Linked DNA regions of Sus scrofa: region 2 is linked to region 1. Evidence: chromatin contacts called from public Hi-C data. All regions are on one chromosome and are shown on one strand. The core of a region is the stretch at or near the end of the contact, and the rest is flanking DNA. Distances in the headings are between cores, read along the strand shown. Region 1 holds the start of ACTG1 (actin, cytoplasmic 2). Region 2 has its middle 37 kb from the start of SLC38A10.

Region 1 (6,307 bases), core at 2,024-4,523:
CTCGGGACCCCAGGTGGCCTCTATCCTGAGCTGCAGGGCCCCACTGCTCAGCCTGCGGGCTGGTTCATCCACCCCCGGTCGCCCCACTGAGAGGGGCGGACCAGGCGGCCAGCCCTGCCCCACGCGCACCTGCAGATAAAGTCTTGCCCTTTGCAGCTGCGAGGGCTTCTTGGCACCTCAGCCCTACTGCCAGGTAGGGAAAGCCTGTCTGTAGACCGCCCCCCACAAGCAGCTTGGGGGCTCGGCTCCCTTCCCCAGCAGCCCACCCCCGGGGGGCAGAGGCGCGCTGCACACATGTTCAGGGACCACTGGTTCTCAACACACCCAGCCCACCTCTGGTTTTCCCAAGTCAGACCGCGGGCCCCCCATTGGTGGGGAAGCCGCCCCGCGCCCAAGCAGGAGCCGGCGAAGGGTTTACTGCAGCACTTTATTTCCTCACAATGACGCGTTGCTGGGGCCTAACGTTCTCACGTGACAGTAGAAAACCAAAATCTGTTGTCATCTCTTAAGGAATTGAGAATTGCGTACAAAAACCTTACATAAATTAAAAGGATGAATAAATTTACAGGTGTGAATGCAAACGCTTCCAACTCAAGGCAAGTTAACAACCCACGGTTTTCTGGCGGGCAAACATCGGGGAAGAAAGGACAGTGGGTCCTAAGGCTCGGACCTTCCCAACCCCGTCAGACCGGCAAGACAGAAATGACAACTGGTTCAGGACTCTTGCCAGCCTCGAGAGAAATCCTGGAATAGGAGCTCGGACACATGAATACCCTGCACAGATCGGAGAGACTCCGTCTCAGATTCTCAACCAGCCAACGGATTTCTCTTCCACGATAAACAGGTTCTCACCTCAGCCACGAGGTGACAGAGCCGCGTGTGTGTAACTAGGGGTTTAAATCAAAGATATGCACAGGGTATTAAACAGAGACCAAGGGAAGAGTTAACTCGAGTACAAGGTCAAAATCAGCAACAAGGTCTACAATCCAGTGCTGATACCAGATACAAGCTTCAAGGACAAATTTCTTTTCAAAGGCTTATTCCAGTTTCAGGAGGCTGGCATGAGGTGTGTACATTTGCCAGGGCAAACTTTATTTCTGGATTAGCTCATGCAGCAAATGCTACGCATCTGCTCGCAGTCCGTCTAGAAGCATTTGCGGTGGACGATGGACGGGCCCGACTCGTCGTACTCCTGCTTGCTGATCCACATCTGCTGGAAGGTGGACAGCGAGGCCAGGATGGAGCCCCCGATCCACACCGAGTACTTGCGCTCGGGAGGCGCGATGATCTGGGGAGACAAGGGCGGGACTTCAGTCTCCGGCAGCCAAGCCCTGGGTCCCAGCAAGGCCGCCTGCCGACCCCACGGCCACCCGACTCACCTTGATCTTCATGGTGCTGGGCGCCAGGGCCGTGATCTCCTTCTGCATCCTGTCGGCGATGCCGGGGTACATGGTGGTCCCGCCAGACAGCACCGTGTTGGCGTAGAGGTCCTTCCTGATGTCCACGTCGCACTTCATGATCGAGTTGAAGGTGGTCTCGTGGATGCCGCAGGACTCCATGCCTGAGAGGCCGACAGAGCGCCCCCTTAGCGGTCCCCCGTGCAAGGGGATGAGCCCCCGGGCCCCCCCCAGGCAGGCCGCGCTGCCCGACACCTACCCAAGAAGGAGGGCTGGAAGAGCGCCTCTGGACACCGGAAGCGCTCGTTGCCGATGGTGATGACCTGGCCGTCGGGCAGCTCGTAGCTCTTCTCCAGGGAGGAGGAGGACGCGGCGGTGGCCATCTCCTGCTCGAAGTCCAGGGCGACGTAGCAGAGCTTCTCCTTGATGTCCCGCACGATCTCCCGCTCGGCCGTGGTGGTGAAGCTGTAGCCCCGCTCCGTGAGGATCTTCATGAGGTAGTCGGTCAGGTCCCGGCCAGCCAGGTCCAGACGCAGGATGGCGTGGGGCAGGGCGTACCCCTCGTAGATGGGCACCGTGTGGGTGACCCCATCCCCAGAGTCCATGACAATGCCAGTGGTGCGGCCAGAGGCGTACAGGGACAGCACGGCCTGGATGGCCACGTACATGGCCGGCGTGTTGAAGGTCTCGAACATGATCTGGGAAAGGCAACGGCTCCTTAGTCAGAGAAGGGACCCCGGGCCACCCCATGCTACACACCATGCCGACATGCCACAAACGTGATGTGATGTGTGGAGAAAAGAAAAGGAAGCAGGCAGAAACACAAACGAGAAACCTTGAGACTTCAGGAAGGAAATGCCAGGAGAAGAACAGAACCCTGAAAATATCGAAAGAAACACTTGAATTTCAGGAAAAAAAACCCAAAAGCTCAGCACTAAACGACTCATGAAACGGATGGAAACGGCCCACTGCACCCGGCAGCGCCTACCTGAGTCATCTTCTCACGGTTGGCCTTGGGGTTCAGGGGGGCCTCCGTGAGCAGCACGGGGTGCTCCTCGGGGGCCACGCGCAGCTCGTTGTAGAAGGTGTGATGCCAGATCTTCTCCATGTCGTCCCAGTTGGTGACGATGCCGTGTTCGATGGGGTACTTGAGGGTCAGGATGCCCCGCTTGCTCTGAGCCTCGTCGCCCACGTAGCTGTCCTTCTGGCCCATGCCCACCATGACACCCTGGTGTCGGGGACGCCCGACGATGGACGGGAACACGGCCCGGGGGGCGTCATCCCCAGCAAAGCCAGCTTTGCACATGCCGGAGCCATTGTCGATGACCAGCGCGGCGATCTCTTCTTCCATGGCGATCTGCTCAAAGGCACGAGCGGCTCAGGCGCGCCCAGCGGCGCCGGGACGGCCCCTGCAAAGGCCCTGCCCGCGAGACGCTCCGCCTCCCCCCGGCCCGGCAGCGGAGAAACCGCCCGGAACCGGGGCCGCCTTTTATGTAACCCCCCCGCCCGCCGCCGTTCCGCGGCGGCGCGGCCCAGAGCGCTCGGCAGTGCGGCCGGACCCCACCCAGCTCCCGCCCCCGAGGGCGCCCCCACTGCGGACCCCGGGGGCCCGCCCGGCCGCCCCTTTTGTTGCCAGCGGCGGTGAAGCCGGGCCTCTGGGGCCGGGGCCGGGCCTGCGGAGGAGCGCGAGAGCCGGACACCGGGCCGGAGCTGCGCAGGCCTGGTCACCTACCGGCGGAGACGGCGGCCGCGGGGCGCGGAGGAGCGAGCGGAGGAGCGGCGAGAAGACACGGAGCGCGGGCCGGCTGCGGCGAGCGAGACCGACCGCGGCCTCCCCCGCCCCTATTTAAGCGGAGCGGGGGGCGCGCGCGGCCCGGCGGCGCGCGCGGCCCCAGAACATGTCCATATATGGCGATCTTTCCGAACGCCGGGCGCCCATTGGCCCGGCCGGCCGGGGCACGTGGGGCCCCGCGCCCGGTCCCGCCCCCTCCCGCACCGCCCCCAACCGCCCCGCCCGCGCCGCCCCCGCGCGCCCGCGACCCCGCGCGCGAGACCCCGCGCGGGGCAGGCTAGCGGGCCGGGCTGGCGATTCCCCCCCCCACCGCCCCCGGGGTCGCAGGGTGGGCCGCAGAGCTGACCCGCCGGCTCCGCCCCGGGACTGTCGCGCACCCTGGGGGAGGGCCCGGCTGCACCCCGAAACTGCCTGGCCCGGGGCTGGGCGGCACCGGGAGCAGGGTGTGTTCCCGCGCCCCGCCCCCGCAGGGGGGCTTCGCTCCCCGCGCGCCCCCTGCGAGTTTCCTCCCCGAGGCTCTGCAGGGAGCTCGGGCCGCGAGGCGGCTTCTCGGTGCTGAGCTGGGGGCGTGGGGGAGGGGAGAGGGCGGTGGTCGCCGCCGGTCGCCGTGGCGGCACTGTGGGCCCGGCGGTCCGGGGGAGTCCCGGGGAGCCGTGACCTCGCCCTTCTCACGACGAGAAGGAGCCGCCCGTTTCCTAGCGCAGCCACCACCGCCAAGGCCCCTCCGCCGGTGTCGGGGCGCCGGGGGTCCCTGATTGTGCAGAGACAGGCCCCGTCCTACCACACCCAACCAACGCATCCTGCGCCTCAAACCGCAGACCCGATTGTCCCCAGGCGGCGGCTCCTCTCTGCGTTTGGGGCCACCCCCTCCTCGTCCGCGGGGGAGGTGGTGGAGTTTTGCTCCATTTTAATTACTTTTGAGTGTTGTATGGAAACTGAGGCAGGGGCTACCTGAATCATCACCTTCCCCCTAGACTTGAGCGGGGCACCCTCTTCTCTGTTTATGATACTAGGAAACGGCCACGCCTGGAGTGGGTTTCCTAGGCCTCAGTAACTCTGGGGCTGTGGGTCCAGTCGGCTCCAGGGCGCGCCCTTTTCCCCAGGAGGCTGGTCTTGAAGTCCTGTCACTGCTGGCAGGGTCTTGGTCACACCTGCTGCCACCAGTGCTTTGGTTATGCCCAGAGGGAACCAGGTACTTTGGAAGCTTTCGGGATTGCTCAGCACGGAATTAAACATCAAAAGAGCCACAGGGAAGAGAGAGCACTGGCCAAGAGGGGTGGCAGTGGTGCCGGGCAGACCGAGTCTGGGGCCTTGTCAGGGTCCCAGTATGCTTGGCTGGACCTGGGCAGGTGTCTGCCGATGGGGGGGCGGGACCAGGTGCCCCAAGAGCCCTTCAGCTGGTGTTCACATCTGCGTTGGGCTAGACAGGTAAAGCCGCTGCCCAGCTCACCTGGGGGGGAACCTCTGTCACCCAAACGCAATCCATGCCTACGGCCACCTGTGCCACCAGGCCTAGCTGGGTACCCGACTTCCCAGACTTTCCAAAGGCACAGGGCAAGGCCTGGTGTGTGCGTGTGCCACTCTTGGGAGAACCGGGGGCTGGGCCTCCAGAAAAGTCCCCCCTTACTGGCACCTCTGGGCACAACCATGGGCCTTCAGCCCCCAGGTGGGGGCGTCCATGTGTGAGGACAACTGCCACACTTGGCGGTCCCAAGATGTCACACACGGAAGTGGGAAGTATCCAGTATCCAAGGCCTCACGCCCTGGGTCCGCCCGCCCCACATTCCACGCCGGCTCCCTCGACCGCGGGGCACTCCTTTGTCTGGTGTGCCCAAGCTGCTCCGGCGGACAGGTGGCGAAGAGGCAGAGGCCCCTGGATCTCTGTCTCCGTCCTCCTTCCCTTCTCCACTTTGCAGTGGGCAGGGCGCCGGGGGCGCGGCCAGAGGGTCGCGGGGAAAGTGGGGCGGGGCCTGGGAACCCCGAGATTCCCGGGGCTCCCCCCCACCTCGGTAGGTTGCCAGCCCCCCCCCCCCCCGCAGGGCCGGAGCTACGCGGGGTTGGGGGGGGCGCTCTCGGCCGGCGTGGCGCGGGGTGTGGGGGGGGAGCCGCTTCCTCTTCCGCGGCTGTGTCACCGGCGGGAGGCGGGGGTCAAGGTGCCGCCGCAGGTGTGCGGCTGGGGGGCGGCGGCGCGCGGCGCGGCCATATTTGGCCATTTCGGCGCCGCCGGAGCCCCGCCCGCCGCCCGGGAAGCCGCAGCCCGGGCAGCCCCGTCCCCGCCCGCCGCCGGCCCTGAGTCACCGGCCGGGCGGGGGGCGGAAGTAACGGACCGGGGGCGCGGGGCGCGCTCCTCGCCTTATTTAGTCAAGGAGGCCGCCGATTGGCCCGCGGAACAAAGGGGCGGCGGCGGCGGCGGGCGAGCGGCCGCCGCGCCCACCCCCAGCCCGGCCCTCGCGGGTCCCAGAGACCCCGCTGCGTCGTGGCCCGCCCGCCGCGAGAATGGGGGGTGGGGGTGCGCGAGGCCCCCGAGATCAGGGGGCGGGGAGCGGAGCTGGGGGGCCGGCGGAGGGGAGGGCCGACCACCCGCCCGGGAAGCCGCACCGGCCACCCGGCGTACGCGGATGCGCGGGTGCGGGGTCCGCCCCGAGATAGAGAGAGGCCTCGAGCCCTGCGCCGTGTTCTGCGCCGTGATTTTTCTGTTTTGCAGCTGGGCAGTGCGAGGCCTCGCCCAAGGTCACTTCAGGGCTGTGCCCGGCCGCCCCCACCCCTCCTGAAGCCGGAGAGGCCCAGGAGACTCCCAGGGAGAAGGAGGCCCTGGGAGGAGGGAGAAAGTCTGCGGTTGCGTCTGTGCCCAGAAGCGGGTGTGTCCTTCCCTTCTTGAGACTTGGGCTCAGAGAAGTGATGGGATTTGTTCTCGCTCAGTGCTGGTTTGGTGAATTGCTTGTGATGCATCTCATTTCATCCTCCATCCATTAAACGGCCGAGGAGACAGTAGTGCAGGGAGGTGTGGCAGTGGCTGAGACACTGCGGAACAACCCCAGCTCAGGGTCCTTGCCCCTCCCTCCGAAACCCAGGCCAGCCTGTCATCTCCCTGCACCAGCCTCTAGGGATGCTTCCTAGT
Region 2 (6,307 bases), core at 2,537-5,036, 120 kb before region 1:
TGGGACCCAGGGGAGCAGCCCGAGAAGAGCCGGTGGCTGAACAGAACCTCCCCACCCGCAGCCAGCCTGCACACCTGAGCCAGAGAGGGGGTCCTCAGATGCCTGGCTGGCTCTGGGCTTCGGTGCCCAGCCCTCAGGCCCGGCCCTTGGTCCCAGCAGTGGCCAGGCAGACAAAGGAGTCGCCAGTGAGGGGTTAATCCACCCCCCCACACACACACCAGCCTAAGGCAGCTTGGACAGGCAAAGGCAGCACCCTGCTAATATTGATTGAGTTAGCAAACTGGGTGCAGGCATTTGCTGCCTTCTTCAGATGGGGGTCCTGGGCCTCCGTCACTCACTGGCCGGACCACCCCCTCCTCCAGGACACCTTTGTCCATTTCTGAACACTAAGTGACACCGGGCTTGGGCTGGGAGCCTCGGCCAGAAATCGAGGCCCCCAAGGCTCTGCGCTCTCGCTCCGGAAGAGGTGTGCAGAGCTGGGAGGCGGCGATCGCTAAGTCCCCAAATTCCCAGGTAACCCGGGACGCAGCTTTTGTCAGGCCCGCGAGGATTTATGAGGCGCCGGCAGAGTGTCAGCCAGGCCTTGCCGAGGCCGCCAGCGCACCCCGTCTAATCTTTGATTTCCATCTAATTATTTCTTTCCTGCCACTTTCATCTCAGTGTCCAGAGAGGCGAACAAAGGGAGGAAGATGGGGGATGGGCCGCCAGGCAGGGAGGAGGGGCTGGTCCGTGGGCCCCCACAGGACAGTGGCGGTCCCTCAGCGCCCCAAGCTCGTGCCCTGCGTAGGCCCCCAGGAAGGCGAGGGTGCCAGACGCGCTGGGAGCGTGGGGGAACTCGCTCTCCAGCTGGGCTCACCGCCTGCTCCCAGGGTGGGAGCCGGTGCCCCAGAGGGGGGTTCTGAGCAGTCCCTGCGGCATCGAGCGCACCCCTGGGCTGGGCGGTGCTCCTAGGGAAGAATCCTTCTTAAAGCCCTTGGGCAGTGGGAGCAAGAAAAAAAACACTTGCCCTAAAGGGGGCTGTGGAGCAGAAGGGTGGACGAGTCTGCGGTGCCCAGCGGAGGAGGCACAGAGGCAGAGGGAGGCTGGAATTTCCTCCCACGGAAAAAGGCCCGCCCATGCGGGTAAGAAGGAGCGAAGCTTGCATTTCTCATGTTAAAAAAAATTTCCAAAATGGAAAATGATTTTCGTGGTCACCATCCGTAAGTCAACTAAAAACAGGGATAATTAGAGTGTGGGGAATTTGAGGGGTCATAAATCTTCGGCGTCTTTTCCACTGGAATCGGGAGCCTGTTACGGCTTGTTGAGTTTTATTTTGAGACGTCAGGTTGGGGGTTTGGTGGATGCGGGTCTCTGCCAGGAGCGCCACCGCCCCGGGAGTGCAGCCAGGACACCGCAACCTCTTGGAAATGGAAACTGTGCCTTTCCCGCCCTCAGGGGCCTCACTTCCCAGCCGGGTACCCAGGACTCCTGGGTCCTGCTACAGACCCGACTCTGGGGGGGCTGACTCCTTTTCTTTCCAACCCAAACTCCAATGAGAAATTGAGGTGTGAGCAGGCCTGGGAGGCGAAGTGGATTTTTTTTGTTTTTTGTTTTTGTTTTAACCGCGTGCCCCATTTGAACCCCCAACCCATTCGGTCCCTTTGCACCTTGGCCCCTTCCTGCGGACTTTTATGGGCGGCGTGGGGGCAGGGCGCACGGGGGGGGGGGCACAGAAAATGACACAAAATCCCCCCTCCCCTTTAACCATCAGATCGCTAATTTTCTGTCCGCCTCAAAAATGGCAGGGAAGCGATTTCACTCCATGGGGGATTTCTGCCCACCGGGTGGAGACCGACCTGCCAGTTTCCCGCCCATCTAGGCCGCTTCCTTTCCTGAGTCTGTCTCCAAAGAAAAACACCCCAGATCCAAAGGCCGTCCAGAGCCCCATTCATCGGGTAAGAAAACGGGGGAGGAAGTGAATGTCTCCCTAAAAGCGCGCCCTTTCCCTCCACTCCCTCCAACCTTCCCCTTTGTTGGAAAAAACGATCCCAACCTCAAAACTGGGGCGGGCGCGGGAACCACAGGTTCACATTCGGCAGAGGTCTCCCCGGGAAACGATTCTCCGGGGACTTCTTTTGTTTGACGTGGGCTTGGGGGAGGGGAAGAGTCCGCCCCAGGCCGGCGACCGGGCCTCCCGAAACCACCCCCCAAAACAAAGCCCACCGGCCTCCCCTAACTGGGAGGGCCGGGGGTCGTGGGGCTGACTACGAGAGATGGGGCGCTGCCCGCCCGCCCGTCTAGCGGGGAACCAAGGTCAGGTCTCCCTCTCCCGAGTTTGCTCGGATCCTCCCTCAGAACTGGGCATCCCGGCGCGGAAACCGCCGGGGTTCCAGGGGGTAGGGCTGGAGAGCCTGCACGAACAAAGAAAGCCCCACCGCCCCGGCTCCGGGGCCGAGGAAGGGCGCACGGTCTCCCTGGCGAATGCAACGGATCCTGGAGAAAAGGGCCAAGGTTTTCCAAAGGGACGGTCGCTCCGAGCCTCGAGGTGGAGTGGAGAACGGTGCTCCGGCCGAGGCCGCCGGCACCTCCTGGGCCAAGGTGCAGCCCGCGTTTAGCGGCCCTCCCTGAGCCCGCAGAAAGACACGTTTGCAGCGAAAGGCTCTTACACACCAGCCGGGTTTTTATTCGTTCCCTACCCGGAGCGCGTTCTGGGCGCGCGCGAAAAAAGGAAAAAAACACGTACCTGGCGGCGCTCCGAGGGCAGCCTCGGGGGCCCGCTGCTGGCGAGGGGGCCCCCAGAAGCCACTTCCCGCCCGGCCGATCGCCCCACGGCCCGTCCCTCCCTCCCCGGCGACGCACCCCGCCGAGCCAACTCTCCAGGAAGCGCGAGGAGCTTCCTGTCCGGGCGCCGCGTACGTCTTCCTGCTCCAGGGCCCGCGTCTCCACCCCGTGCAGAGGACGCGCAGAGGATCCCCGGGGCCCGGCAGACCCGGAGAGGGGCTCCGAAGCCGAGAAAGCACGCGTCCCGTCGCTGGGCTGCGACTCCGGCTGCAGGTCCAGACCTGGGCCTGGGCGCGTCCTTCTCGGCCCAGGCTCCCGCCTTCCCACGTCCCCGACCGAGCTGCGGAGACGGACGCGGAACCCTCGGGGAAGACGAGGAGGAGGCGGCGGCGGCCGCGGTCCGGGCTGGAGCCCCGGGGCGGGAGGGGTGCTGGGCGGAGGGGCGGGCGGAGGGGCGGGCGGGCTCCGGGCGCCCCACGGCCACCGCCCTCCGGGGGCGCCCGGCCCCGCCCCGCGGAGGCGCCCCGCCCCGCCCCCGCGCCGAAGTCCGCCCCCTCGAACACCCCCGCTTTCCCCCTCCCCGCCTTAAACGCCTCGCCTCCCCCGCCACCTCGAGCCCCGCTGTCCTCCCCCGGCCGCGCGGCTCCGCGCTCCCTTCCCCTCCCTGGTCGTTCTCCCCTCCCGTTCTCCTCCACCCCTCCCCCACTCGCTCTCCTCCCGCCCCCCCCAAGCTCTGTCCGGCCCCCACTCCGCGCCCCTCGCCCCCGCCCTGACGCCCCCTCCTGTGCGGGTGTTTCCCTCTTCCTCCCCCAGTCCCAGCTCTCCCCTCCCAACTCGCCCCCTCCCTTGCCTTCCCCCCCAACCCAACCCAACCCAACCCAACCCATCCGGAGCCCTGGCCAATCGCCGCCCGCCGCCGCCGCTCCCTTTGTCTGGGCTGCGAGCGCGGGCCAATGGGTCTCGCGGAGATGCGAGAGGCGCGGGTCCGGGCCAATGGGCGGGCTGGGCGGGTCGAAAGGGGAGGTGCCGCGGTCCGGCGTCGTGCGCTGCGGGGCGGTGTCGGGCCGGCTTGCGCCCGCGGCCCGGACAGAGCCTCAGAAGTGGGTGACTCGCCACCCCAGGCCCCGCGCTTGCTCCCCTTTCCGAATCCACCCTCCGCTCTCCGGAAAAGCGCCCCGGACTGCGGAGTGAGCGCCCGAGAGGGTGGGGATGACACCCCGGGGCGACTGCGGAGCAGCACCCGGCCCCTCCAAGGGCCCAGGGGATCAGGATAAGGCCCGCATGTCGCGTCTAGTGTCCGGGGTCGCCCCGCGCATCTCTCCAGGGACTTTCATAGAAATACAGTACTCTGGAAGAGACAGAAGGTGCTGGGAGCTTCCCGGAGCCCCGGATCGAGACGCTGCTCAGGGGTGTGTTCGCTCCCGCACTGTCCCTGGAGTGGGATTGGGGCCCAGGAGCCAGTCGTGGCTGCACTCTTTGCCTGGCTCCTGTCTCAGGGTGACCCCGGATGAGGAGTGTCCCCCTGTCCCCCTGTGCTCATACCGAGGGGGAAAAGCCGGCGCCCAGGGCTTCTGCGATCCGGAGCCTCCCCGGCCAGAGCGGCCAGAGCTGCACGCCTGCTGCTCTTTGTACCCTCCCCAGAGGTGGGGTTCCTCCCTGACTCGGGCCGGACTTCGTGGGAGGCGGGGCTCTCCACCCCGCTTCCTCCCAAATTCCCTAGCGAGGGGGTGTGGCCCTGAGACCAGCCCCTCCCAGTGGAGCGTCAGTGAGTGTGACAGACACCGCTCCTGCGCCCTCCAAAACCTCTGTCCATGCTCTTCCTGTGGGCCTCGATGGTGACAACCCCAGTGACAGGGGCAGGAACGTGTGGAGGACATGGGTCAAAGCTGCTGGAGCTGAGGCCCCTGGCAAACCCGAGCCCTTTCTGGGGATTCCTCAGGGAGAAATAAGCTTCTCTGTTGTTTGGACTGTTCCACCGAAAACGAAGCCTTTGTAGTTGGAGCAGTTCCACGGAACTGTGCTAGACGAGGTAGCCCAACCCCAGTTCTTCCCTCCCTGCAGTAGAATTTCACACCTCCCTCCTGGCCAGGGCCTCGGGTGGGTGGGCAGTTCCTCCCCTTGACTTCAGACTTGGCAGCGTGATGCCCTGGGGCCAGTGGGTTGTGGGCACATGTGAAGCGAGCAGAGGCTCAGAAGGCTCTAGCGGGTCTGTGTAGACTGCGTGCTAATGGGAAGCCACTGGCCCCAGGAGGGGGAGGGAGCCCCCAGGGCAGGGCTGGCCCTTCCCCCCGCAGCATCCACCCTCTGAGCCTGAGTGTGAGCATCGAAGTGAGGGCCGTTTAAGCCTCTGCACTTCGGAGTGGTTTGTTATGCAGCATTGCTGTGGTAACAGCTGACTAATACGCCCCACCTAACAGAAACGCCTGGTACCCGGGGAGCTGGTGTGACAAAACCCAATAGTATGTGGCATTAGCTTAGTGGTTGGCTTGCGGATGGCAGGGAAACGGATATGGTGAGCTGGAAATGATGACATGCTTCCCTTGTTGTGCCATGCCTAAACACGAGGGAAATCTGGGGAGGCGACAGCAAAGTGCCAGAAGGTAAGTGGAAAAGTAAGATCAAGATGAGTTTAAAAAGATACTTTCTGGGAGTTCCCACTGTGGGTTAAGAATCCGCTGCAGCAGCTCAGGCCCCTGCAGAGATGCGGGTTCAGTCCCCTGCCCAGTGCAGGGGGTTAAGGATCTGGCGTTGTCACCACTGCAGTGTAGGCTGCAGGTGCAGCTCGGATTCAACCCCTGGCCCGGGACGTCCATATGCCAAGGATGCGACCTTTAAAAAAAAGAAAGAGGAGTTCCCATCATGGCTCAGCGGAAACGAATCTGACTAGTATCCAAGAGGATGCAGGTTTGATCCCTGGCCTTGCCCAGTGGGCTAAGGATCCAGCCTTGCTGTGAGCTGTGGTGTAGGATCCTTTGTGGCTGTGGCATAGGCCAGAGCTGCATTGGCTACAGTTCCGATTCGACCCCTAGCCTGGGAACCTCCATATGCAACCCTTGAAAGAAAAGGCAAAAAAAAAAAAAAAAAAAAAGAGATCTTTTCCCAAAGTCAACAAGGTATCTTAGGATATTAAAAAAATATGGACGGTGACATAAACGCTGTTCAGTAGGTCATCAAAACTTAGATGGCACACAGCCGAGTGGTGAACGAGTGAGCCAGGAGGTCAAGCTGTGGAATTCTCCAGCGTCAGAGACACACTCATAAAGTAGGAAGGAAATGCTAAGAAACGTGGGACGTAAGCCCACTGTTTTCTGCGTTCCGTTATTGAAAAGGAATCAGAAGGAGGAGGAGGAAAGGAATGCTTCGGGTGAGAATATTCAGCAACAGCCTGGGCTGAAGACGCAGGAGGACTCTCCAGCACGCAGAGAGAACGGCATCAAGGAAGAGCTCCCGGGGGCAGAACACAACACGTTGCCTCCAAAACGAGAAAGGAAAGGCTAAGCCTGCCATCAGACGGCCACACCGCTGGATCCCGGGCACCGGCGGGGCA

The links. A called contact is a pair of places that touch in the nucleus more often than the background predicts.
Region 2: a contact with region 1 is called in a Hi-C map of skeletal muscle, with 1.9 times the contacts expected there. The contact joins the enhancer-like site here to the promoter of ACTG1 in region 1. A contact is called at or near these places in 2 of 5 promoter capture datasets (fetal skeletal muscle and liver), 16 of 47 Hi-C or Micro-C datasets (alveolar macrophages, brain, embryonic fibroblasts and 9 more) and 2 of 2 datasets of contacts at active chromatin or transcription factors (alveolar macrophages and skeletal muscle).

What each region holds. Positions count from the first base shown.
Region 1 is chr12:1,317,321-1,323,627 of Sscrofa11.1, reverse strand. ACTG1 (actin, cytoplasmic 2) reads right to left here and starts at 3,273. Exons shown (of 5, transcript XM_003357928.4): 1 at 3,130-3,273; 2 at 2,386-2,754; 3 at 1,657-2,095; 4 at 1,380-1,561; 5 at 409-1,288. The coding sequence starts at 2,748. The coding sequence ends at 1,145.
Region 2 is chr12:1,441,005-1,447,311 of Sscrofa11.1, reverse strand. No RefSeq gene overlaps it. Among named protein-coding and RNA genes, the nearest start is that of SLC38A10, 37 kb to the left of the region's middle. Within about 2 kb of position 3,786, at least 70 of the 83 cell types and tissues checked have an H3K27ac peak or open chromatin away from gene starts, as enhancers often do. A contact at or near this core is called in brain, embryonic fibroblasts, fetal liver and 6 more, where this site is marked.